Regions from separate parts of the Mus musculus genome. Here regions 1, 2, 4, 5, 6 and 7 are each linked to region 3. The links are chromatin contacts, called in public HiChIP or PLAC-seq and promoter capture Hi-C maps. All regions are on one chromosome and are shown on one strand. The core of a region is the stretch at or near the end of the contact, and the rest is flanking DNA. Distances in the headings are between cores, read along the strand shown. Region 1 holds the start of Ddx21 (DExD box helicase 21). Region 2 holds the start of Tspan15 (tetraspanin 15). Region 3 holds the start of Tysnd1 (trypsin domain containing 1). Region 4 holds the start of 4930507D05Rik (RIKEN cDNA 4930507D05 gene). Region 5 holds the start of Ddx50 (DExD box helicase 50). Region 6 holds the start of Pcbd1 (pterin 4 alpha carbinolamine dehydratase/dimerization cofactor of hepatocyte nuclear factor 1 alpha (TCF1) 1). Region 7 holds the start of Vps26a (VPS26 retromer complex component A).

What was found. Promoter capture Hi-C pulls out the DNA fragments that hold promoters and counts their contacts. HiChIP or PLAC-seq counts read pairs in DNA pulled down with a chosen protein or histone mark. Capture Hi-C pulls out chosen DNA fragments and counts their contacts.
Region 1: a promoter capture Hi-C map of pre-B cells shows a contact between it and region 3, with 2.7 times the contacts expected there. The contact joins the promoter of Ddx21 here to the promoter of Tysnd1 in region 3. A contact is called at or near these places in 3 of 39 promoter capture datasets (erythroid cells, liver and pre-B cells) and 1 of 115 datasets of contacts at active chromatin or transcription factors (bone marrow-derived macrophages).
Region 2: an H3K4me3 HiChIP or PLAC-seq map of embryonic stem cells shows a contact between it and region 3, with 6 times the contacts expected there. The contact joins the promoter of Tspan15 here to the promoter of Tysnd1 in region 3. A contact is called at or near these places in 3 of 39 promoter capture datasets (hippocampal neurons, maxillary cranial neural crest and stem cell-derived epiblast-like cells), 4 of 115 datasets of contacts at active chromatin or transcription factors (embryonic stem cells, large pre-B cells and pancreatic cancer cells) and 1 of 9 other capture datasets (embryonic stem cells).
Region 4: a promoter capture Hi-C map of hippocampal neurons shows a contact between it and region 3, with 6 times the contacts expected there. The contact joins the promoter of 4930507D05Rik here to the promoter of Tysnd1 in region 3. A contact is called at or near these places in 6 of 39 promoter capture datasets (the C10 cell line, hippocampal neurons, liver and 2 more), 3 of 484 Hi-C or Micro-C datasets (B cells, CD4 T cells and embryonic stem cells), 3 of 115 datasets of contacts at active chromatin or transcription factors (embryonic stem cells, extraembryonic endoderm stem cells and memory CD8 T cells) and 2 of 9 other capture datasets (embryonic stem cells and liver).
Region 5: a contact with region 3 is called in a promoter capture Hi-C map of adipose tissue. The contact joins the promoter of Ddx50 here to the promoter of Tysnd1 in region 3. A contact is called at or near these places in 1 of 39 promoter capture datasets (erythroid cells), 1 of 115 datasets of contacts at active chromatin or transcription factors (pancreatic cancer cells) and 1 of 9 other capture datasets (adipose tissue).
Region 6: a promoter capture Hi-C map of liver shows a contact between it and region 3, with 2.9 times the contacts expected there. The contact joins the promoter of Pcbd1 here to the promoter of Tysnd1 in region 3. A contact is called at or near these places in 2 of 39 promoter capture datasets (both in liver) and 1 of 115 datasets of contacts at active chromatin or transcription factors (pancreatic cancer cells).
Region 7: a contact with region 3 is called in an H3K27ac HiChIP or PLAC-seq map of extraembryonic endoderm stem cells, with 5 times the contacts expected there. The contact joins the promoter of Vps26a here to the promoter of Tysnd1 in region 3. A contact is called at or near these places in 4 of 39 promoter capture datasets (the C10 cell line, hippocampal neurons and liver), 1 of 484 Hi-C or Micro-C datasets (CD4 T cells) and 1 of 115 datasets of contacts at active chromatin or transcription factors (extraembryonic endoderm stem cells).

Annotation. Positions count from the first base shown.
Region 1 is chr10:62,600,718-62,603,567 of GRCm38.p6, forward strand. It overlaps Ddx21 (DExD box helicase 21), which reads right to left and starts at 1,581. Exons shown (of 15, transcript NM_019553.2): 1 at 1,411-1,581. The coding sequence starts at 1,497.
Region 2 is chr10:62,229,725-62,232,525 of GRCm38.p6, forward strand. It overlaps Tspan15 (tetraspanin 15), which reads right to left and starts at 1,494. Exons shown (of 8, transcript NM_197996.2): 1 at 1,296-1,494. The coding sequence starts at 1,391.
Region 3 is chr10:61,693,968-61,696,926 of GRCm38.p6, forward strand. Tysnd1 (trypsin domain containing 1) reads left to right here and starts at 1,547. Exons shown (of 4, transcript NM_027912.1): 1 at 1,547-2,775. The coding sequence starts at 1,604.
Region 4 is chr10:62,447,679-62,450,726 of GRCm38.p6, forward strand. It overlaps 4930507D05Rik (RIKEN cDNA 4930507D05 gene), which reads left to right and starts at 1,482. Exons shown (of 1, transcript NR_027926.1): 1 at 1,482-3,048. Supv3l1 (suppressor of var1, 3-like 1 (S. cerevisiae)) reads right to left here and starts at 2,060. Exons shown (of 15, transcript NM_181423.3): 1 at 1,737-2,060; 2 at 18-95. The coding sequence starts at 2,007.
Region 5 is chr10:62,649,589-62,652,782 of GRCm38.p6, forward strand. It overlaps Ddx50 (DExD box helicase 50), which reads right to left and starts at 1,630. Exons shown (of 15, transcript NM_053183.3): 1 at 1,437-1,630. The coding sequence starts at 1,523.
Region 6 is chr10:61,088,032-61,090,851 of GRCm38.p6, forward strand. It overlaps Pcbd1 (pterin 4 alpha carbinolamine dehydratase/dimerization cofactor of hepatocyte nuclear factor 1 alpha (TCF1) 1), which reads left to right and starts at 1,300. Exons shown (of 4, transcript NM_025273.4): 1 at 1,300-1,385. The coding sequence starts at 1,383.
Region 7 is chr10:62,485,029-62,488,064 of GRCm38.p6, forward strand. Vps26a (VPS26 retromer complex component A) reads right to left here and starts at 1,777. Exons shown (of 9, transcript NM_133672.3): 1 at 1,630-1,777. The coding sequence starts at 1,632.

The sequences.
Region 1 (2,850 bases), core at 331-2,830, 910 kb after region 3:
GGAAAATAAGTGATAAAGGCACCCACCCAACATTGACCTCAAACTTCTGTAACCCCAGGGGCAAGCATACCCATCCATCCATACATACATACATACACACACACACAGTATCAGTGAGCAAGCACTGTCCAAAAGGTAACTATGAAGGAAGGAAAGAAAGAAAAGAAAGAGAGAGAGAGAGAGAGCGAGCAAGCAAACTTTGGGTGTCCTCATAACAGCAACAACAGGTTTCTTTTCCCTCCAAAATTTCTATATGGTAAAACACTCAAGAAATGTGTACTTCAATGTGGATTCTCGTAGACACTATATGAAACAAAACTACCAAAAAAATTCATATATCATTTGCGTCTGTGAAACTTTATTTGGACTTTATTTAAATGTGCAACTTTTCATATGGAAAATTTGTACCGATTATTAGCCACCTACTAGATAGACTCTAGTAGTGTTCCAGGCAGTAAAGACTAAATCATAATGGACTAAATTCTCAAATCATGGCCTAAGGTAGCGATTCTCAACTTTTCAAATAGTTCATATTGTAGTGACCCCCAACCAGAAAATTATCCCGTTGTTACTTTAATTTTTGCTACCGTTATGAATCATAATATAAACATCTGCAGATTATCTGTCAGGCTGAGAACCGCTGGGCTAAGGGCTAGAGCTACAGTGGGACAGCACCTGCCAACACGTGAGCTGCCCAAGGTTTGGTCCTGGTACCACAAAAACCATCTTAAAAATACTGTATCGTGGACAATCTCTCCGCCCCATGAACATGTTATCTACTACATATATGAAAAACAGTAAGTCGAGTTCGGAATATAAACGCGTAGCTAGGTCCCTCCCTCCTGACTTCAGCATCAGGCAGCTGAACACGCGGATGTGAACGCTGTGCGCCCAGTGATTTCCACCTAATTCAAATACTACTGCTGCTCCTTTAAAAGGCTCCTACCTTCAAAGTCAACAGAGACAGCAAAAAAAAAACTCAATTAAGTCGTACAACATAGGAGTTCCGGGATAATTTCCGAACCCTCCTACTTTGATAGATACTGTCACAAGTTTAATATTTTTATGCAAGGAATTAAGAAGAGACAAGGCGATTTAACAGTGCTCACACAGATCCTTCTATATAATAGGGTGATCACTTAGCCAACCACGTTTTCTGTTTTGGGTTTTCTTTTTTTTTTCTTTTCTTTTCTTTTTTAAAGAGGGAACTGTGTCTGTGTGTCACAGCAGATGCCGACCATGTGCGCAAGTTTCAGACTTTGCCGTCTTCGGCTCTGGTCCGCACTGTGACGCGATCGGCAATCCCTTCCGCACTCCCAAGCCTGACCAGCCGACACGGCGTGTCAGAGGGCCGGCCACGAGCTCCCGGCCCGGCCCAGTTCGGGGACACCCCCCTCCCCCCAGGCTCACCTTCTCGCTTGGCTTCGGCAGCGTCTCCATGCTCTCCTCGGCCCCGTCTGAGCCCAACTTGGCCCCACTGCGGAGTTTTCCCGGCATTATTCAGCAGCAGCTTCTCAGGCCTACCGGCTTCCTCAACCGCGTGCTAGGAGAGAGGGCGACAGAGAAAGCGGACCGCCCCTCAGCCGGGCCTATTCGTCACTTCCGCAGCGGAGTGCATCCGGCGGAAGTAGCGTGTACCGGCAAGGCTGCGGTTCGCGCGGCTTTGGGTGAGACCCGTGTGTGCGGCGTGGAGGTGCTCTGCGCGGTCTAACGACAGCGGGATCGCCACGGCTAGACTTGGAGAACGGCCTTGAATCTTACCCTGCTGCCTCCGCTTGCCGAGTCTGGGATTACCAGCTGGCAACATTTTCCCATGAAAAGCTGCGATGTGTACGCTACCTGTGGAAAACGGCTGGGTGGTGACAGATAAACCCAGGTGCTTTGGTGAGCACCGGAATTCAGGGACCGGCGAGATACCACAGTTCTGGTGACCTGAATTTGTGATCCCTGGAAAACAGAACCAGCTGTGCAGTTTTATCGTGCACGCGCTCAGTGGCACCCAGGACACGCATATGCGTGCTGCACAATATGAACAATTTAAAAGAACCAGAATAGGCAGGGCATATGGGGTGCACGCCGCTAATCTCAGCACCCAGGAGCCAGAGGTAGATGGATCTCTATCGAGTCCAGCGTGGTGCACATAGTTCAAGGCTAGCCCGACACATGATGAGATTGTCTCAACAGCTCTCTCCCCGACCCCAAGTAACAACAAAAAATACCCACAATTCACAAGTCTGGCCCTTTATTCATGTGTGCACTTTATAAACTTCCGGGTATTCTTGTATGACGGACAGGGTTCGTTTTTTTGTGTTTTGTTTTTCGAGACAGGGTTTCTCTGTGTAGCCCTGGCTATCCTGGAACTCACTTTGTAGATCAGGCTGGCCTCGAACTCAGAAATCCGCCTGCCTCTGCTTCCAGAGTGGACAGACAGGATTCTAATAACATCCAAGCCCTGCTTGTCCTCAAGCACTACAGACCAAAGTTTCTCAAGGGGGTCGACACTCCGTTGGGGTTCAACGACCCTTTTACCAGTGGTCATATATCAAATATTTACATTAAGATTCAATAGCAAAATTACAGTTTTGAAGTAGCAATTTTTTTTTTCAGAGCTGAGGACTGAACCCAGAGCCTTGCGCTTGCTAGGCAAACGCTCTACAGCTGAGCTAAATCCTCAACAACTAAAATTAATTCATTTTATGGTTGGGGATCACCACAACGTAAGAGGCATTAAAGGGCTACAGCATTAGGAAGACTGAGAACCACTGTTATAGACTAATGTAAGAGATGGACAGTTATCACTGGGTTTGAGGGCACACTCAGCCCCTTGACAGGGCCTTGAGACTAGGAATG
Region 2 (2,801 bases), core at 244-2,743, 540 kb after region 3:
GTCCCTGGGGACCTTTTAGCTTATACCATTCACAGGCAAAGATTCTTGCCCATAATAACATTAATGGTGCCAGACATGGTGTCTTACAACTGTAACTCCAATACTTGGAAGGCTAAGGCAGGAGGATTACTGAGTTCAAGATTAGCCTGGACTATTTAGTGAGTTCTAAATCAACCAGAAATGCATAAGATGCTGTCTCAAAACAAATAAGCAAACACACACACACACATATACACCACCACCAGCTAGACTAAGCTATAGTAAGACCCTGTCACAACAATAACTACAACAATAATAATAGGTGCCTTTAATGCCAGCACTTGGGTGACAGAGGCAGTTACATACAGAGGCCCTGTCTCTAAAAAAAACCCAAAAAACAATAGCAATAACAATAAATACTAATAATTATTATTTATTGTTAATGTTTTTATAATTATAATATAATAATTATATTATTACTATCTCCCCCCTTTTTTTTAGCTCTCTGTGGCCTCATCTTGGCCTGCGTTATTTTACTTCCACAACCATCCAAGTGTTTAATAACTACTGTCTCCAACTACAGATGAGAAAACTATGGTCAGAGAAATGAAGGAACTTTCCAGACCATTCAGCTAGGAAGTGGCGGGTAGTATTCAAAGCCTGGTTGTGCGCAACCAATGCCATCCTGATCCTCTATGGGCAATGCCAGACCTCATGAAAATAGCAACACCATCCAGGAGCCGCCGGGTTGTCAAGTGGAATGCCGCACTCCAACAAGAAAGCATTTCCTTCCAACAAGGAAGAAAGCAAGATGCCCAAGAGAAACATCTTGGTCAGAGGAAAGGCACAGGCAAGTAGCAACAGGGGCCAGACTTGGAATCCAGGTGGCCACAAGCACAAAAGCTGCCCACCTTTGGCCAGGCTGTGGAGAGTCACACCCTGAAGGCGTGGTGGGCGCAGTCAACAACGTACCCGCGCCCTACACAGCAGCCAGAGGATGCACAGCAGACTCGGCTGGCGAGCCGGACCCCATTAGGTAGGAGCTCAGCAGCATAGGTGAACAAAGTGGCGTCCTGTGGGCAACAGGGCTCGAACGCTGAGGACTGACTGGGCTGCTGGAACCGAGCAGAGCTGGGGCCGCCAAGGTATCCCGGTTCCCAGGGAAGTGGTGCGAGAAGCCCTCCCGCACTCCCGGCGGCCTCTCTGAGTGGCTGAAGCTGAACCCAAGCCTGGGTCGAGTGTTAGGGGGCCATCGAAGGAGTGTGGACCGTCCCATACCCCACCCCGACCCCGGCTCCACGGGCTCCATCACTCACCCAGAACACGGTGGAGTAGATGATGAGAGAGAACTTGAGCCAAAGATAGGAGAAGCGCGCGCAGTAGCGCACCTGCTCCGAGTCCCCGCGAGGCATCTTGGCTCCCGCGCGGGGCTGCGGGGCTGCCTCGATCCGGCCACCGCTCCAGGCCCCACCTGCGGCTGTCCCGCGGCCTGGCCCGCCACCCGCGCTCTCTCCCTGGACTGACTCAGGCGCGCCGCAATCACCGCTCGGGCCAGGGAGCGGACAATGCGGGCAGCCAATGGACGCGAAGGGGCGTGTCGGGGGCGTGTCGCGCTGTCGGGGCGTTGTTTCTATTCTAGGGGCGTGGCTTAGGCTACAGTGGACCGGGTGAGAGAAGGGGGCGAGACTCAAAAAAGGAGCGCTCCTGTGCATAGATCCTGTCCTCGATTTGTATCTCAGCGTGGGAGCGTGTGGCCTGGAGAGGCGCAGGAGTAAGGGCGAGCGTGCCCAGTTCTGTATTAGAAAACAGGGTGCTCGCACTGTAGTTCAGTGATAGAGGACTGCCTAAGAGCCTGAGTTCCTAAGTACCGTCAAAAATAAGGCTGGCTTTCCACGGGTGTGATTGAATACTGCGAGAAAGGACAGCGACAGTGGAGACAGTTAGGAGGAGGCAGAGACAGGCGGATCTATGTGAGTAATCTGGTCTGCACTGTGAGTTCCAGGACATCCAGAGCTACTCAGTGAGATCCTGTCTCGAAAACAAACAAACAAACAAACAAGCAAAACAAAACAAAACAAAATACCAAGTGTGTTGTTGTTGCAGTTACATCCTAGCGCACACCTTTGATACCTTGCATTCAGGAGACAGAAGCAAGTGGATCCCTGAGTTTGAGGGCAGCCTGGTCTACATAGCAAGTTTCAGGCCAGCCAAGGCTGTGTGACACTCAGTCTGAATAAAACACAAAACAAAAACAGCAAGTGAGTGTGTAAGAGTGATGGTCACATCCTGGAAGGTCACCAGTCCAGGGTGTTCCATTGGAGCAGCAGACTTCCGGAGACAGATCTGCCCCAGGCTCGTCAACCAGCTGACCATGGAAATTCCCTTTTGCCCTCCAACTCTGCTCCCAAAAAAAAAAGTTCTTCTCCCAGAAAATCCTCTTCTAGGACCTTCTACAAACCTAGTCACTACTCACTCACTCAGCCAGGGTCTGACCTCCCTCCAGCCTTCCCTTGGTGGGCTGGGCCACAGGTAGCTATGAATCGTTTTTCCTTGGTAAATGTTCCCAGCTGTCTTCTGTTGTTTTCCTGTCTCCGGCCTAGCCTGACTCTGTGCAGAGCCTGAGAACCAGACAGTCTGTGTTTGTGACAATCGGTAATTAAATGCATAGCTGCTAGTCAAAAGCTCTGAAAGTTCTGGTGGTGAATCTGGAAATGGCACCTGTAGACAAGTTCCCTGGGCTGAGAGGGGGGGAGTGTTCAGGAGGTGGGCAGGTCAGGTGCTAATCCTGGTATTTCTACTTAGAGAGAGAGAGAGAGAGAGAG
Region 3 (2,959 bases), core at 297-2,796:
AATGCGCTTCATTCCAGTTCTGTCTGCCTCAACCGCTGTTTGCCCTTATTAGGTAGGTTTGTGACACAGGAGCACTGGAAGCATTAGGTGTGAGGCTGGGAAAGCAGCAGCAGTGTTAACTCCATTCCCAGAAGTCTCACTGAACATTAATACATCCTCTAATCCCAGCACTCTAGAGGCAGAGGCAGGCCGATTTCTGAGCCAGCCTGGTCTAGAGTGATTTCCAGGACTGCCAGGGCTACACAGAGAAACCCTGTCTCGAAAAACCAAGCCAAACCAAACCAAAAACCATTAATATACTTTAGAGAGATTCATGAAGTCTCTCCAAACATACCTGTTCATGCCCACCTGTCCTTGGAAAGTGAGGAACTTTTTAATACTATATTTTATGTGTACGTGTTTGCCTGCCTGAGTCATGAGTTCAGGGGACAGCAGATGCCAGACGAGAGTATTGAATATCCTGGAATTATAATTACAAGCAACTGTAAGGTACCATGTGGGTGCTGGGAACCAAACTAAGGTCCATGCTTAGAGCTGTAAGTGCTTAGAGCTCTTAAGTGCTGAGCCCTCCTCTCCAGTCTTGATTTTTACACTTGTAAATGGTGGAGGAGATGAGCTGTTATGAAATTCGAATTACGAGACTGGGTTATATGCTGAATATTTGGAAGTGATGATTTTATAGCCCACAAAACCTGAACTAGTTCAGTCTGTACTTTCAAAGTATTTGCCCTGACCTAACATAAATCCGGAGTGGTGGTTAGACATGTCGTGTGAAAGGTTGTATAATACATGGTTAAATAACCCATGGGTAAAGTAAAACTGTAATCCCTGGACTCTAGGGAGGATGTAGGCAGAAGAACTGCCGAAGTTCGATGCCAGTGTGGGCCAAAAAGTGGCACCCTGTGCCACTTTCAAAACAATTTATGTATTTAGGAATTTTAGTAACTGTCCTAGGAGCAATTTTGTGAGTCGCATGCCCCCTAGTGGATTGTTGTAGGATTTACAAAATTTTTTAAGTAGATCGGGGTTTGGTGGCTTGGGAGGTAGAAACTGGTAGATCCCGAGTTCGAGGCCATCCTAGTCTGCAGCTCGAGTTCCTGCACCAAGCAGAGAAACCCTATCTCGAAAATCCAGAATAAACACATGTATGTATGAATGTACGTACTGAATCAACCAAGGGTTCCCTTGGCCCATATTGTTCCACTGTCAAGAGACGGAGGTTGCTTACATCCGTGCAGTGGCTGTAGGGTACAGTTAGATGCCGGTCAAGTACGAGATTCGACTGGGGAGTGTCGCCCTTGTCGGTTTCCCTGTGACGCTTCACGTCTGTGTCTCAGGAGGTTTCTTTTCACCTCTTCCCCCGCCCCTCCACCCCGCCACCCCAAACCCAAGGATTCCTAGGCTGGCTAAATTAAGAGGGCGGGGAAAGGAGGATTAGCAAACGAGGAGTAGCATCAATAGCCAATCAGGACTCGGCGCTGTGCCCAACCAATAAGAGCGGTCGCTTGAGGTTTAGCCAATCGGGCTCGGCAAGGAGGCCTGAGTCAGAGTTTGCGCCAGTCGCCCTGTGGTGACAGCCGTTGTGCGACGTCTTGGGGAAGCCATGGGGCGGCAATGGGGACCCTCTATGAGAGTGGCGGAGCAGGCGGGCTGCGTGGTGAGCGCCTCGCGGGCCGGACAGCCTGACGCGGGCTCGTGGAGCTGCAGCGGGGTGATTCTGAGCCGTAACCCAGGCCTAGTGCTGTGCCACGGAGGCATCTTTACCCCCTTCCTGCGGACGGGCAGCGCGGCGCTGACCCAGACGGGCACCGCCTTCCTGCCGGGCGACAGTTGCAGCGATGACCTACGTCTCCACGTGCAGTGGGGACCCACGGCTGCCAGCCCTGCCGGTCGCGCGGATCAGGAACTCCCGGGGCTGTGCACGCCTCAGTGCGCAAGCCTGGGCCTCGAACCCGGCGCCCCGAGCCGGGCCCGCGCGCGGCCTCTGCAGCCCCCGCGACCAGCGCAGCTGCTGTTGCTGCTCAGCTGCCCGGCCTTCCGCTCGCATTTCGCTCGGCTCTTCGGGGCCGATGCGGTCGATCAATGGCACTTCGTAAGCTCGGCGCCCGACGATGCGGTTTCGGAGGAGGAAGAGGAGGACCAGCTGCGCGCGCTCGGCTGGTTCGCCCTGCTGCGGGTGCAGCGGGGCGCGGCGGCGGAGGAGAGGCGCGGACCGGTGGTGACCGTGGCACCGCTCGGGGCCGTGGTCAAGGGCGCACCGCTGTTGGCTTGTGGCTCTCCGTTCGGTGCCTTCTGCCCGGACATCTTCCTCAACACGCTGAGCCGCGGCGTGCTCAGCAACGCGGCCGGGCCGCTGCTGCTCACCGACGCGCGCTGCCTGCCGGGCACGGAAGGCGGCGGAGTGTTCGCCGCTCGACCTGCGGGTGCGCTGGTGGCTCTGGTGGCCGCGCCGCTCTGCTGGAAGGCCCGCGAGTGGGTGGGCCTCACGCTGCTGTGCGCCGCCGCCCCGCTGCTTCAGGTTGCCCGCTGGGCGCTCGCCCGTCTGCACCCCGGCTCCGCTTCCCTGTCTGTGCTGCTGCCGCCACCCGATGTGAGCACGCCACGGGGCCTGCCTCTGCGCGATCTCGGACCCCCGTGGGCGGCCGCGGCGGTGCTGGTGGAGTGTGGTACCGTGTGGGGCTCCGGAGTGGTCGTGGCGCCTCGCCTGGTGGTCACCTGTCGCCATGTGGCACCCCGGGAAGCAGCCAGGGTGTTGGTACACTCCGCTACACCCAAGTAAGACTCAGGACTGCCCGCCCTCACCAGGCCCCCAGTGTTAGAGACCTCAGTTCATATTTGACAACCAGGACTCCAGTGAGGGGATCTGGGCCTCTTGATAGGGCCCAGCGAAGCTTGAGCAAACTGCCAGGCACAAGCGACTCTTAGCGCGGGGACCCGTGGGACTATGGGCAGCAGCAGG
Region 4 (3,048 bases), core at 232-2,731, 750 kb after region 3:
AAAATTGTCAGCCTTACCATCAAGTCCATAGTCAGCACTCAGCTTTTGAATTTCTTGCCTCTTATAAAACTTGTCTAAGATCTTCTTTACTTCATCTAAAAAAGAAATATAAGTTTTTTTAAAGATTTATTTATTTATTTATTTTATGCATGAGTACACCACCATTGGTCTCTTTAGATACACCAGACCCCATTACAGATGGTTGTGAGCCACCATGTGGTTGCTGGGAATTGAATTCAGGACCTGAAGAGTAGTGAGTGCTCTTGTAAGCCATCTCTCCAGACCCTATAAAAGATTTTTTTTTAACAATTGTTTACCAATTTAGACAAATCTACAACAAAAGGAATTTGAAGTCATAATACTAAAGGCCGGGGCCTCAGGAATGCTTTGAGAGTGTGAAGCTTTGGGCTACTGTGCAATGGAGTAAGAAAAATGACAAGAGTACAGCAATGCACCATCCCTGACAGACCACAGACACACAAGGAGAGAGCCAGTCCCCCTCCCCCCACCCCCACAGAGTCACCATCAAACCTCCCCTTGTGCCCAAAGCTCTTCTTGAGTAACCAAGAAAAGGCAAGTCCTGCTATGAGAGGCAGATGTAATTCACTACTAAGAGCAGTGTTAGCAACGGTAGCCTGTGCAGTAATTAATGACAATCCCCAGTCTGAGAACAGCTCGAGCTTATCTTGAGGAGGGAAAAAGTAGAGGGAAAGGAAGGGGAAGAGGAGGAGTACTACCTTGTTAGTTGATTTCACAGTACTGGGAAATGACCCCACGGCACTGCGTGCTTGGCAAGGCATATATCCCAGGGTTATATCTTCAAGCACATTAAAAAAGAACACTCTGCTGCCTGGAGGTGCAGGTAGCCCAGGCCTTTGATCCAGGGACTCGGCAGGCAGACACAGGCCTATCTCTGTGAGTCTGAGGCCAGCCTGGTCTACAGAGCACATTCCAGGACAGCCAAAGCCACACAGAGAAACCTTGTTTAATTTTTTTATTTTGAAATAGGACCTCTCTTAAGTTTTCCAAGCCTGTTTTGAACTCATTCTGTAGCCCAGGCTGGTATTGAACTTGCCATCCTCTGCCTCTGACTCCCAACATGAAGCCTATATTTTAAAGTCACAATAGGAAGCATCAATATTGCTTGTTGAAGAGCCAGGAAGACAGCTTGTGCCTAAAAGAAATGTGGTTTTCTTTCAGTCTCTAAGAATGTCATTTGGTGAAAAGAAACCTTTCACCCTCCCATTGTCAAGCTCACCCAAATGCAGGTAGGACAAAACTCACTTCAACCCAGTGATGCTAAAGGTTTTTTTTTTATTCATCTCTGGAACCTGGGACGATACTACTTTTTGGCAAAGACAGTTTTATCAACTTTTATCTTGTATTTAAATTCAGGTCTGTCTCGTGGGAGAGTAAATTTATTGAGAAATCCGGATCTGAGACCCGTTGTCTTGGCAACCAGATGGAATTTTAACATCGTTAGACATCCACATCAGGTCAATGGCAAGTCCTCACTGTTTAATCCCTCCATGAGGACTCTAGGAGCACAAGCGGCGCACCACTTAGGGACAAAACTCTTAACCTCCTCGACCGAAGAGAACGGTCAATGTCAACTACAGAAGAGACTAAATATGACTTAGGCTCGGGTGCTAAGGGCTCCAAAAAGGAACAGACATTGCACTATGTAGGCCCAGGCTGCAGACCCTGCCGCTCTGCCGGGAGGCTCCAGCACTCACTCTTGTCTAGAGGCCGAGTGAGCTCCGCGCCCACGTCGCCATCGGCGCTGGGACCCTGAGGCTTCACCGTCAGCGGCACGAACAAGGACGTGTTCGGGGCTTTGGAGCCACCAGAGGCAGAGGAGGAGGCGGCCAAGCAGGGAACGCGTCCTGAAGCCCCCGGGAACGACCCCACGAGAGCGCGAAGGGCGGAGCAAGGGGCCGCCCGGGGCCCAGCCCCGCGCCCCGCCGGGAGCCGAGCCCACAGCAAGGTACACCGAGGCAAGGACATTGAGGCCGCGGCTCGAATGGAGCCGGGGAAAATCCGGACCACTGGCGCCGCTCGGTGACGTAGCTCCGGCGCCCGCGGAGCGAAAGGACCCAGAGAGACACAGGGCTGCCCCCGCGTGCGCCTGAAGGAAAAGGAGATGGAAGGGTTGGGAGCGCGCCTCTTCGTGGGAGCACGACCTCTGTACGTTACAGTGGCAGAAACGAGCTCCCATCCTCTCACTCTTTCTGCGGCAATTGGCAGCGTCTTTCTCGAAAGAAGGGAAAGTAATCAGGCATCTTAAGGGATGTTACAGATGCGCGGAAGGGAACCGTACAAGCGTCGTCATGTGACCAAACTGTCTATCCTGCATCATGTGGCTTCAAACGCTAAAGTGCATTTCCAAGAAGATTGGTGCATTAATATCCGTAGTTTCCTGATAGGATAACGTTAGAGGACGTAGCTTGATCTGCTACAGATCAAGACGGGTTGCAGAGAAATCCGGTTGTACGATAACTGGCGCTTACGTGACACGTGTGTCAATACACGTGCTTCTCTCCTTGGTGCTAGGGCTCCATGTAGGGGCCATGAGCAAGCTAGGCATGTGCTCCACCATGAGCTGCAGAATTCAGTTAACGTGAGCAGTTTGTACTCCTCGCATCTCGAAAGTTATAACCACAAAGTATGCTCTGTGTACCTGGTTAAAGTTTGATCTTACTCCTATCTACTACAGCACTCGGTCCCACCCGAGTTGTAAGGAAAGAGGTGCCTCTGTTCGTTCCGTCTGGGCGTGACCATTCAGTTCTTGGCCGGCCAAACACTAGGAGGGAAGCCATGTGTGGCGACGTTCCCTCAGTCCTCTGCCGAGAGGTCCCCAACACCATCTAGTTTCTGAGTTCAGGAGCCGTTCGGTTTTTAGAAAATTGGACCCAGTAACAACTTCGTTCGTTCGGTGTCTGGTGGTCCTCATTCCAACCCGCGCCATCGGTCAATCCTCTGTCTCTATCCCTTCTTGACAAGTTTTCTGATTTCAGAAAATGAGTTGCGGGATATGGCTTCGGAGTC
Region 5 (3,194 bases), core at 380-2,879, 960 kb after region 3:
TATACAAGTATGGTTAGAAAGAAACATTACCTAGACCATGTCAGAAGCAGGATTTAGGTATGCAAGGTTATTCAAGACAAACTAAATTAAATATAAAACTAAAATAACGGCTTGAGGTTACATTTATAGTCTACCCTAGAAGCCTACAGTAGTAAAATTCAAAGGGGCAAAGAGCTTTGGCTTGGGAAGATGAAAAGGTTCTAGAGATCACGGTGGTCGTGACAGCACAATTCTATTATAATGACATCAAGTCACACGCTTAAAATGGTATAAAAAAAATAAACCTTGAGCCATGGTCGAATTTAAACCCCAGCACTGAAAAATGGAACTCTCAAATGTAAATTCCAAATTTAGTACGTTCTACAAAAACAGAAAAACGAGAGTTGGGAATAGAGCTCAACGCTGGGCATTTGTCGGGCATAGTGGTGGCCTCACTTCAATGCCCACTGGGAAGGTGACATAAAAGGGTGGCTAGAATTTAAAATTTACCTTCGTGGTAGGTCCTAGGGGGTGTTTCCTCATCTCTAGCACTCTACAGAGTAAATATTTTATCAAGTGTCATCTTTCCCACAGTCATTTTCATCCTCATTCAGCTTTCTTTCTCCAGGTCAAATGTCTCCAGTAAAAATTTTACCTCTGCATTTTTTCTTAACACCATAAGATCCTCTATTTTTCGGGTTCTTTCTTTCTTTCTTTCTTTCTTTCTTTCTTTCTTTCTTTCTTAATGTCTTGGACGGAGGTGGGGATAGAACCTCTACAGGCTCCTGGTGGGCAGGGACTATTCTGCATACTTAATTAGTTTTATCTCCTCGGTCCTCAGCTAAGAGTCTGGCACGATTAGCCTCAATAAAAACCACAGTGGATTGAAAATACTGACAGTAAGGGCTATTCGTAATACAACCCCCACGAACTCCATCACAGCCAACCCCTGGCAAGCCTGGCTTTGACACTGTTCCTTAAGCCTCTATTACCCAATCATGGAGGATTGTAACCCCCTAGGATAGCTTTTCCCGAGACTGCTGCAGACACGACACCGCGACCGGGAGGCAACACATAGGCAAAGCCATCATCATCTCTGTCTCAACTCTTCGAAGGCCCCGGAAAACCAAATGAAGGGACTCGCCGCCTAAGAAAGGGAACACGAGCAGATTCCACGGCGATGGGAGCTCAAGTCTGCCCATCTCTCGGGAGAGATCCGGGCGCAGAGGCCGACGTGGGGCTGAAGTACCACGGAAGCCGGGCCGTTCTCCTCCAGGTCCGGGAGTGCGGCGATGGGGAATGGTCCCTGGGACCTCGGAGGGCTGAGCTCGGCGAAGGGGAAGCTGTCCCTCGGAAACTCGCCCCCGGTCCTGACAGGTCTTTCCCCTTCCTAGACAGCTCCCCTCCCCGCCCAGGCCAGCGCAGCCCGAGGGAGGCGCGGCCCAGCCGCAGCACACCTTTTGCCGCTCCTTCCTCTGGCTCTCGGACTCTTCCAAGGGTGCCTCGAGCTCCATTATGTCTCCCCAGAGGAGTTTCCCGGGCATTACTGGCCGTCGCAACCTCCCGCCCGGCTGCGGTGGCCGCGACCACCTACGGCCACCGAGAGCGTGAAAGGAAGCGGGGGCTGGGCGGCCCCGCCGGCCAGGACCGTGCGTCACTTCCGGGCCACGCACCTCGCGGCGGGAGCAAAGCAAGCCGGAACTCTACAGGAGGAAACTCTCCCAGAGAGTCGCAGCCTCCCTCGGCCAATGAAAACCTGAGTGGCCCCGATGGGCCCGCCCACGGTCTGAAGTGACAGGCTTCTCCAGAGCACGGGCCAATCTCCAGGAAGGACGCTCGCCTCCCCTGGCGCGGCACGCAGAATTCCAAGTGTTCCCCTCCCCCCGCTCGGAACGCCTCCCTTCCCAGCATGCCCTGCAACGCTCGCGCAGCCCCCTCGCAGGCGGCGGGGAGCGAGGGGCTGACGCGCGACGCAGCGGCTCGTGGGCAAGCACGAGCTGAGGCCGGCGGGAGCGCCACGCGCCGTACAGCCATTCGCCGCCGGAAACTGCAGCCCTCCGCCCCGCCCCCGCCCCGCCCCGCCCCCCGCAGTGGGTGGAGCGTTAGCCTGTAACGGTACCTGGGCATTGACGTCGAGGCTTCCCGGGGTCAGCAGAATCTGCAGGGGTCTGAAGCCGAGGGGCCGCCTCAAGGATATTAGCTCCTTATGCAGGCGTTAAGTTATGGCTTCACTTTTAGTTCTCACGTATCCCAGAAGAAACCAAACCCACCCGAGAAGCGAATTTATTTGTCCAAACTCAGTAGCGCTTGTAAGACTTGAAAAGTGATCGGAATCCGCGATGGGCACAGCGCTCTCACAGCTGTAATTTCCCAGAGTTGCAAGGCGAATGCTCGCTCCTATGAAACAGAATAGGGAAAAATCTAAAGGATAAGAAAAGCAAGTCCAATGTGTCTGACAGATGACCTGCTTGTAATACGTACATTTAATCTTAAGGTTCAGGATTAACTGCCTCTGAGGTACAAATTTATATGAAAGATATCAGTGTCAGCGAATTGACTTCTTGGTCTTTATGTATATTCACAAAGATTGGGCTCGATCCCCTGTACCTCACAGACCAGGCAAGCCTACTACCAATTGAACAACAATCCCAGTCCTCAAACCTTGTTTATCATGTTCTCTTTATTCAGTCAATCAGCTATTACATTCCTGAGGGAAGATGACACCAAACCTAGATGTAGGTACAGGGCATTCTTGCAAACTACATAATGTCTAGTGTAGCAGTCTTGTAATCTGAGCCTCAAACACAGGCCTTAAAAAAATTACAGCTACACGTCCTGAGTTCTATGATTAGACTTAAATAACCGGGACCACAATATTTTAAATTTGTGATAGCTTCCAGAATTCTATGAAAATAAGGACTGGCTTAACATCAATGACTTTGTCTGAATGTAGTCTTATGGATTCAGTTTTATAACACCAGGTGTGTTCAAGGAATGATGGTGAAAAAGGCTTTTCCCACAAGTTGGATGAATAGTTATGGGTCTCTACATCTAAATCTTTACAAATCTAAATCTCAATAGCTTTTCTAAATTCTTTTTCCTCTTAGCTACACCCAGTTCTACAGCAATACACTATGCCCCTACAACGGAATATGCTATGCATAGGAACAGTTAATAAGGTGAAGAATGCCACACACATGGGTATAAAGGGAGCA
Region 6 (2,820 bases), core at 50-2,549, 610 kb before region 3:
CAATTGAAGAGCATTGGCTTAGGGGGAGCCCTGGAAGAGAGAGGCTATCTGGTGGCACAGGGAGAGGTGTTCCTAATCCTGCTGATGGATTCCTAAGAGAAGCACATGTCCCTCCATGTCACTGAAGTTATTAGGGTCAGAGCCTGGACCCTGGCAGTCCTAACAAGCAGGGCTCACCCACTACTCTCTATATGCCAACGAAAGAGACAAGTCACAGCAGAGGTGCTGTGGAGAGGGCTCAGAGCGCTTACTGCTCTCGCAGAGAATCTGAATTTGGCTCCAGTACCCATATGAGGCAGCTCACAACAACACCTAAGTGCAATTCCAGGGGATGCAATGTTCCCTTTTGGCCTCCATGGCATCTACATGCATACAGCACACAGTACACATAAATCCATGCACCCACACAAATGCGCACGCGCACACACACACACACACACACACACACACACACACACAAATAAATCTTAAAAATTAAAACAGTGATTAAAACAGCAAGCAAGGTGATTTACTCAATACAGCTTTACTGGGAAGAGAAATGAAGGGGTCCATGAGCCTCCAAGTCTGTCCACTGGGACCTAATCTACGGCTCAAGGTTAAACAGCGGGCAAGAGGAATACCTTACTAAACAAGGTGGCCTGGCAAATTGCCAGAATGGTGTGAAATCTTTCCAGTAGACAAGTTTCTTCTCTGGCTGGCACCAGACCTTAGTTTTTCCTTTTCATACCATGCCTTTCCTGGAAGAAATTCTGATTTCTTGGGTTCCATTGTTTCAATAGCCTGATAGCCCAAAGGAGGGATACGTTGAGTCCCTTTAGAATATCTTCTATTGGGCTGGAGAGATGGCTCAGTGGTTAAGAGCACTGGCTGCTCTTCCAGTGGTCTTGAGTTCAATTCCCAGTAACTACATGGTGGTTCACAACCATCTGTAATAGGATCTGATGCCCTCTTTTGGTGTGTCTGAAGACAGCTACAGTGTACTTATATATAATAAATAAATCTTTTTTAAAAAAGTCTTCTGTTCTGTTAAGATGGTTAAAACTGTGCACTTTATATATGTGCAGTCCAGTGTATGTGACATTTATCTGGGTGGCTTTTGTTGTCGTTGTTACTGTAACAATAGGTCAGGCAGTCTGGTGCCCAGAGTCCTCTGGCAGAGAGGGAGCAGAGGTACTGAGATGTCAAAGCTTTTGCCCTGGAGCCCATCACGCAGCCATGCTCACAGAGCACAGGGCATGGAAAGCATTGCAAGGGCGTGGAGCAAGGAGGACCCATGTTAATTATTACCCGCGGCCACCGGATCTCTGCCCCGCCCCCGCGGTGGCCTGCTGCTTGCCCGCTGCTCTCTCCCTCGCTGCCGCCACCTGCTTCCCGCACTGGACATGGTAAGCGCAGGAAGTCTGGTGGACCCTGAGAGGAGACCAGGAAGTGGGGGGCGGGGGGTGGTGTGGAGAGACGACTAGGGCTCCGATGCTGGGGGCGCGGGCCACGCTGAGCCTCCTGCAGCGCCATCCAGCCGGGCTAGAGTCGCCTGGCCTCCCTTGGGGGCGGTGGCGGTGGGCCTGGAAACCTAGCCTGTCCCAACTCCCAGGCCTAGTCTGCTGGCGGGGTGTGGCAGCAAGGCAAGTCTCCGTGGCGCTGCCTGGCCCTACAGGCTTGCCAGATTGGGGTGGGGGTGGGGGTGGTGTTCAGTTCTCTCTGCACCCAGTGCTGTCCCTGGCCTTAAGCCCCGCCCTAACACCTAGATAGGGTGCTGTGTCCCACCTTGGCGTGGTGGTGGGTCAGGATCTTAGGTAGGTCCCTAGGAAAGGAGCCCCTAGACCTCCCTGCAACCCTTACCAAATAGCGTGGTTCGGGTTCTCTGTACTCGATCAGGGATAGGAGGGTGTTTTGGCAGCTGAGGCCTGGGAAGAGTCATTGGGCCCAAAGACACCACAGGCTTGGATAATCAGTAATCGCTCAGCCCACACTAACAAGCTGACAGAGCTTCCCTAAGCAAATAAGGCCCTTACCCCTCTGACCTGAGTTCAGAGCATTGTCAGCCTGAAAGTTGGTTCTGGAAAATTCTAAAGAGTGGAGCCCTGTTGATACCTGGCTGCCTGGTTACAAGTGTCCCGCTTATCACCCACTGAAGGGTCAATGCTGGAAGTCCCCCACCCCCTTCATTAACCACAGAGCAGATCTCTGCACTGAGCTGGAGCCCCTTGTTTCTGAGAGCACACACACACTGGTGTTGGTTCTGTAGGCCCCACTGCTGGCCTGAGAACTGTCACAGATGTTCTTGTTCTAGGAAGTGTTGGTTTTTTGTTTTTTTTTTTTTTTTTAATGAAGCTGACTTTCACTTGATAACCTTGCTACTGAAGTATTTCCACTGGCATCTCTTGGTCTAAGGAGTGGGTCTCATCCCTTCACTCATGAAGCCAAAGGGCCATTTCGATACCCACCCCAGGGTATGGAAACGATGGGTGGCTTGCAGGACACAGTTCACCTTCCTCCTGCTCCCCAAGCCAAATTTGAGTCCTTGTCAGTTGAACACTGTATCCCTGGGTGATTCTCTTTCACAATCCTAGCTTGTTAGACTCAGGGCCCCACGTTCCTCTAGAGGACAGAACAGACACTAACTTCTGTTTTCCAGGGGTCCACTCAGGACCTGACCTGGTATGTGCTGGGGGATCACACCGTGGGCACTTTGTATAACAGGGTAATGAGCATGCCAGGTGCCCTTGACAGACTACTTCCATTTTGAGTCTGGGCCCTGTGGTCCTAGGTTCCTAAGACAGCCACCCTGAGAGCCTCACCCTGACAGCTGTGGACTATACA
Region 7 (3,036 bases), core at 527-3,026, 790 kb after region 3:
ATTAAGTCTGCTTGATGTAAAGAAACAGAACTTGAAGGAAAGGAAAAACATAATCAAAATATATAGGAAAAAAATTTCAGTAAGAAAAAAACTGAACAGAGCTCAGAGGAACCAAAGCTTCCACAATGTATTCACTTGAGCCCACACACAATGAAACAGCAAATTCTCATACATACATGTGTGCCCATACAAAGGCTTTAAAGCTTTACAATTTCGTTTGACAAATACCTTAAAAATAAAAAAAAAAATTGCTCTTAAACTTAACTAGAAGGGCCGGGCGTGGTGGCGCACGCCTTTAATCCCAGCACTCGGGAGGCAGAGGCAGGCGTATTTCTGAGTTCGAGGCCAGCCTGGTCTACAAAGTGAGCTCCAGGACAGCCAGGGCTATACAGAGAAACCCTGTCTCGAAAAACCAAAAAAAAAAAAAAAAAAAAAAAAACTTAACTAGAAGGACTAATTCAACTAAGTAACCAAGAAGAGAGCAATTTAAGCTTTCTTTTCAAATTATAAACAGTGAAAGGAGGACTCCCTAACAGCCTACTAATTCCTTCTTAGTTATTTACAGCAGTTGTAATTTCCACCTTAAACTAATTTATCTAAACAAATGCTTAACTCTCCAGAGTCTGTAAGCTGCAAGGAAGCAAGCAGTTTGCCTTGTTTATCTGTCCCTGGACTCACCCAAAATACTGTTTAAGAAAACGCTCCCTGAATGAACTTCTCCCCCACCCCCCAAACCCTAGAGAAAGCAAATAATTTCTGACTCAAAGTTATTTAATCAAAGCAACGTTTTAAAAATAGACCTGGCTGGCTGGCTTGAGACGAGAAGTTTCAAGCAGTTTATTAAAAGTGGCGAGCTTGGGAAGAGCGGGTAGTATAAGGGGAGCGCACAGTGGGCTCTCATGGAGTATATGCTAAATAACACGAGCCAAAGGAGCTCTAATCTATAGACCGCGGGCGCGTAGTTAAACACTAGCGCGCCCAACGGTGCTTTCCATTAAGTGTGGTTAAGTGCTCTGATTTTCATCCCTGCCTGGGCTCCCAAGACACTGCAACATCCCAAAGTGCTAAGTTATAGAAATCGCTTAGGGAAGGAAGTGAAACCAAGTGCTTAAATCGGCGTCTGGAGATATAAATGAGGGGTCTCGGCTCCGACACCCTCTTGTCTCCCCTCCCTTCCCCTCCTATTCTACAAGTGCCAAAAGCCTCCACCCGAATCAAGAAATCGCAGAATGTCTCCACAACCAGCTTAAAGAAAATAAGCGGACTCTATCGAGCTCGGGACGAGGAAGGTGAGCAGGTCTCGCCAGAGTCCGGAACTGGGAGAGAGGGCACTGACTGTCCTCGGCTACCTTGGAAGGCGAGGCTGCCGAGCTCCGGCTGGGCGGGCTGCGGGTGCCCAGCCAGGGTCCCCACAGCCGGTCGAGGAAGGCGGGCAGAGGCTCCGACATGGCCGGGACAGTGCCGCCGGCCGCAGGTGCTCAGGCCTGGCCGGGAGCGGGCAGCCGTCAGGCCTCACCGCTCCGCGCCCCTTCCCTGCAGGCTCGGCGCCGCGCCCGCCGTTGGGAGTCCCGCCGCGCGCCCCACGGCCCCGCGGGAGACGACCTCGCAGGCAGGCCGCCGCGCACTCACCATTGTCACCGCCGCCGGGTCGCCCACTCCACTCGGCTTTCCCTCAGAAGAACTCCCAGCCTGGGTGCCTGCGCCCCGCCGCCCGTCACGTGACCGTAGGCCATCAGCCGCACGTGACCACTCCTTTTCCTCTTCTCCCTCCCCCCCCCACCCCGCCCCGCTAGAGGCCCCGCCCTGCTAGAGGCCCCGCCCTTCAGGAAGGCCGTTTCGAGGCGGGGCTCCTCCGCCCCGCCTTTCGGTTGAGGGCGTGGTCTGGGTGGGTGACGTCTGGTGGGAGGAGTCAAAGATCTGTCTTCTCAGTCCAGCAACCCTAGAGCTAGTTGTCACGTGACGAGCCGTGCGCTGTCAAACTCCTCCCTCCGGCACGCCCATTTCCTTTTCCCTAGGGAAACTTGGGGGACTCGAGGGTTTGTGCGGGAGGCGTGTCTTTGCGGGCTTGCTGCAGTTCCGACCTTTGCGCCTGATCTGTTTCCCGCCTCAGCCCCGAGAATTGTTGGCCTCCGAAGAGACGGTTAGGGAGAAAAGCTAATCTTTAAAGCACATCCTTTGCAGTCCACGGATAGCTCGTGACGCAGCCTTCCAAGCCGGAGAGGCAGTACTCTCAAATCGGTTCCGCCCTCCTTACCCCCCCTCCCCGGCAACAGCCCTTCCTAAAAGTTTCGCAAGCGTGCAAAACGCAGCTCTCCAACACTCTGATCCAGTCAGTCATTGTAGTGGAGGCCCAGAAAACCTGAGGATAGATGAAATACTACGAAGGCTTAGGAACTGAACCTTTCATTCAGATTTATGGGCGGAGGGGTGTCATCAGCCCTATCATAACGAAACTCAACTTGGGGAGTAGAGTGTCAAGTTGTAAGTCTAAAATATTTAAAGGTTAAAATGAGGCTTCGGTCTCCAATCGCGACAGAATTCAAATACTGGAAATGAGTCTTTTGTTTGTAAGACAGGGGTTCTCATGTACTCATGTAGACTAGGCTAGCCTCAAGTGGAGAGTGAGCACCTCCAAAGTGCCTTCCCAATGCTGTAATTGCAGGAGTCACTGGTGGTTTTATGCATTGCTGCAGATGGAACACTGCACTTCCTTCATGCATGCAGGAGAAATCTGCCTAAAATGATATTATCTGAAAACAAATCTTAAAGATTGCTATGCCAGGGAGCTTTGGAACGAATGGATGTTTGTGTGTATATTTATTGTTGAGACAGGGTCTCACTAGGTGTCCCAGGCTCCTCTGGAATATGCTATGTAGCCCAGGCTGTCAAGAAACACATCTGTCCTCCTTCAGCCTTCCCAATATTGGAGATTACCTGTCATATTTACAGACGGGTAAAATAGTATGGGGACAGAGAAGGGAGTTTAGATCTCAAAATACTATTGATTAAAACCCTGTGATGCAGATGGCTTGGATG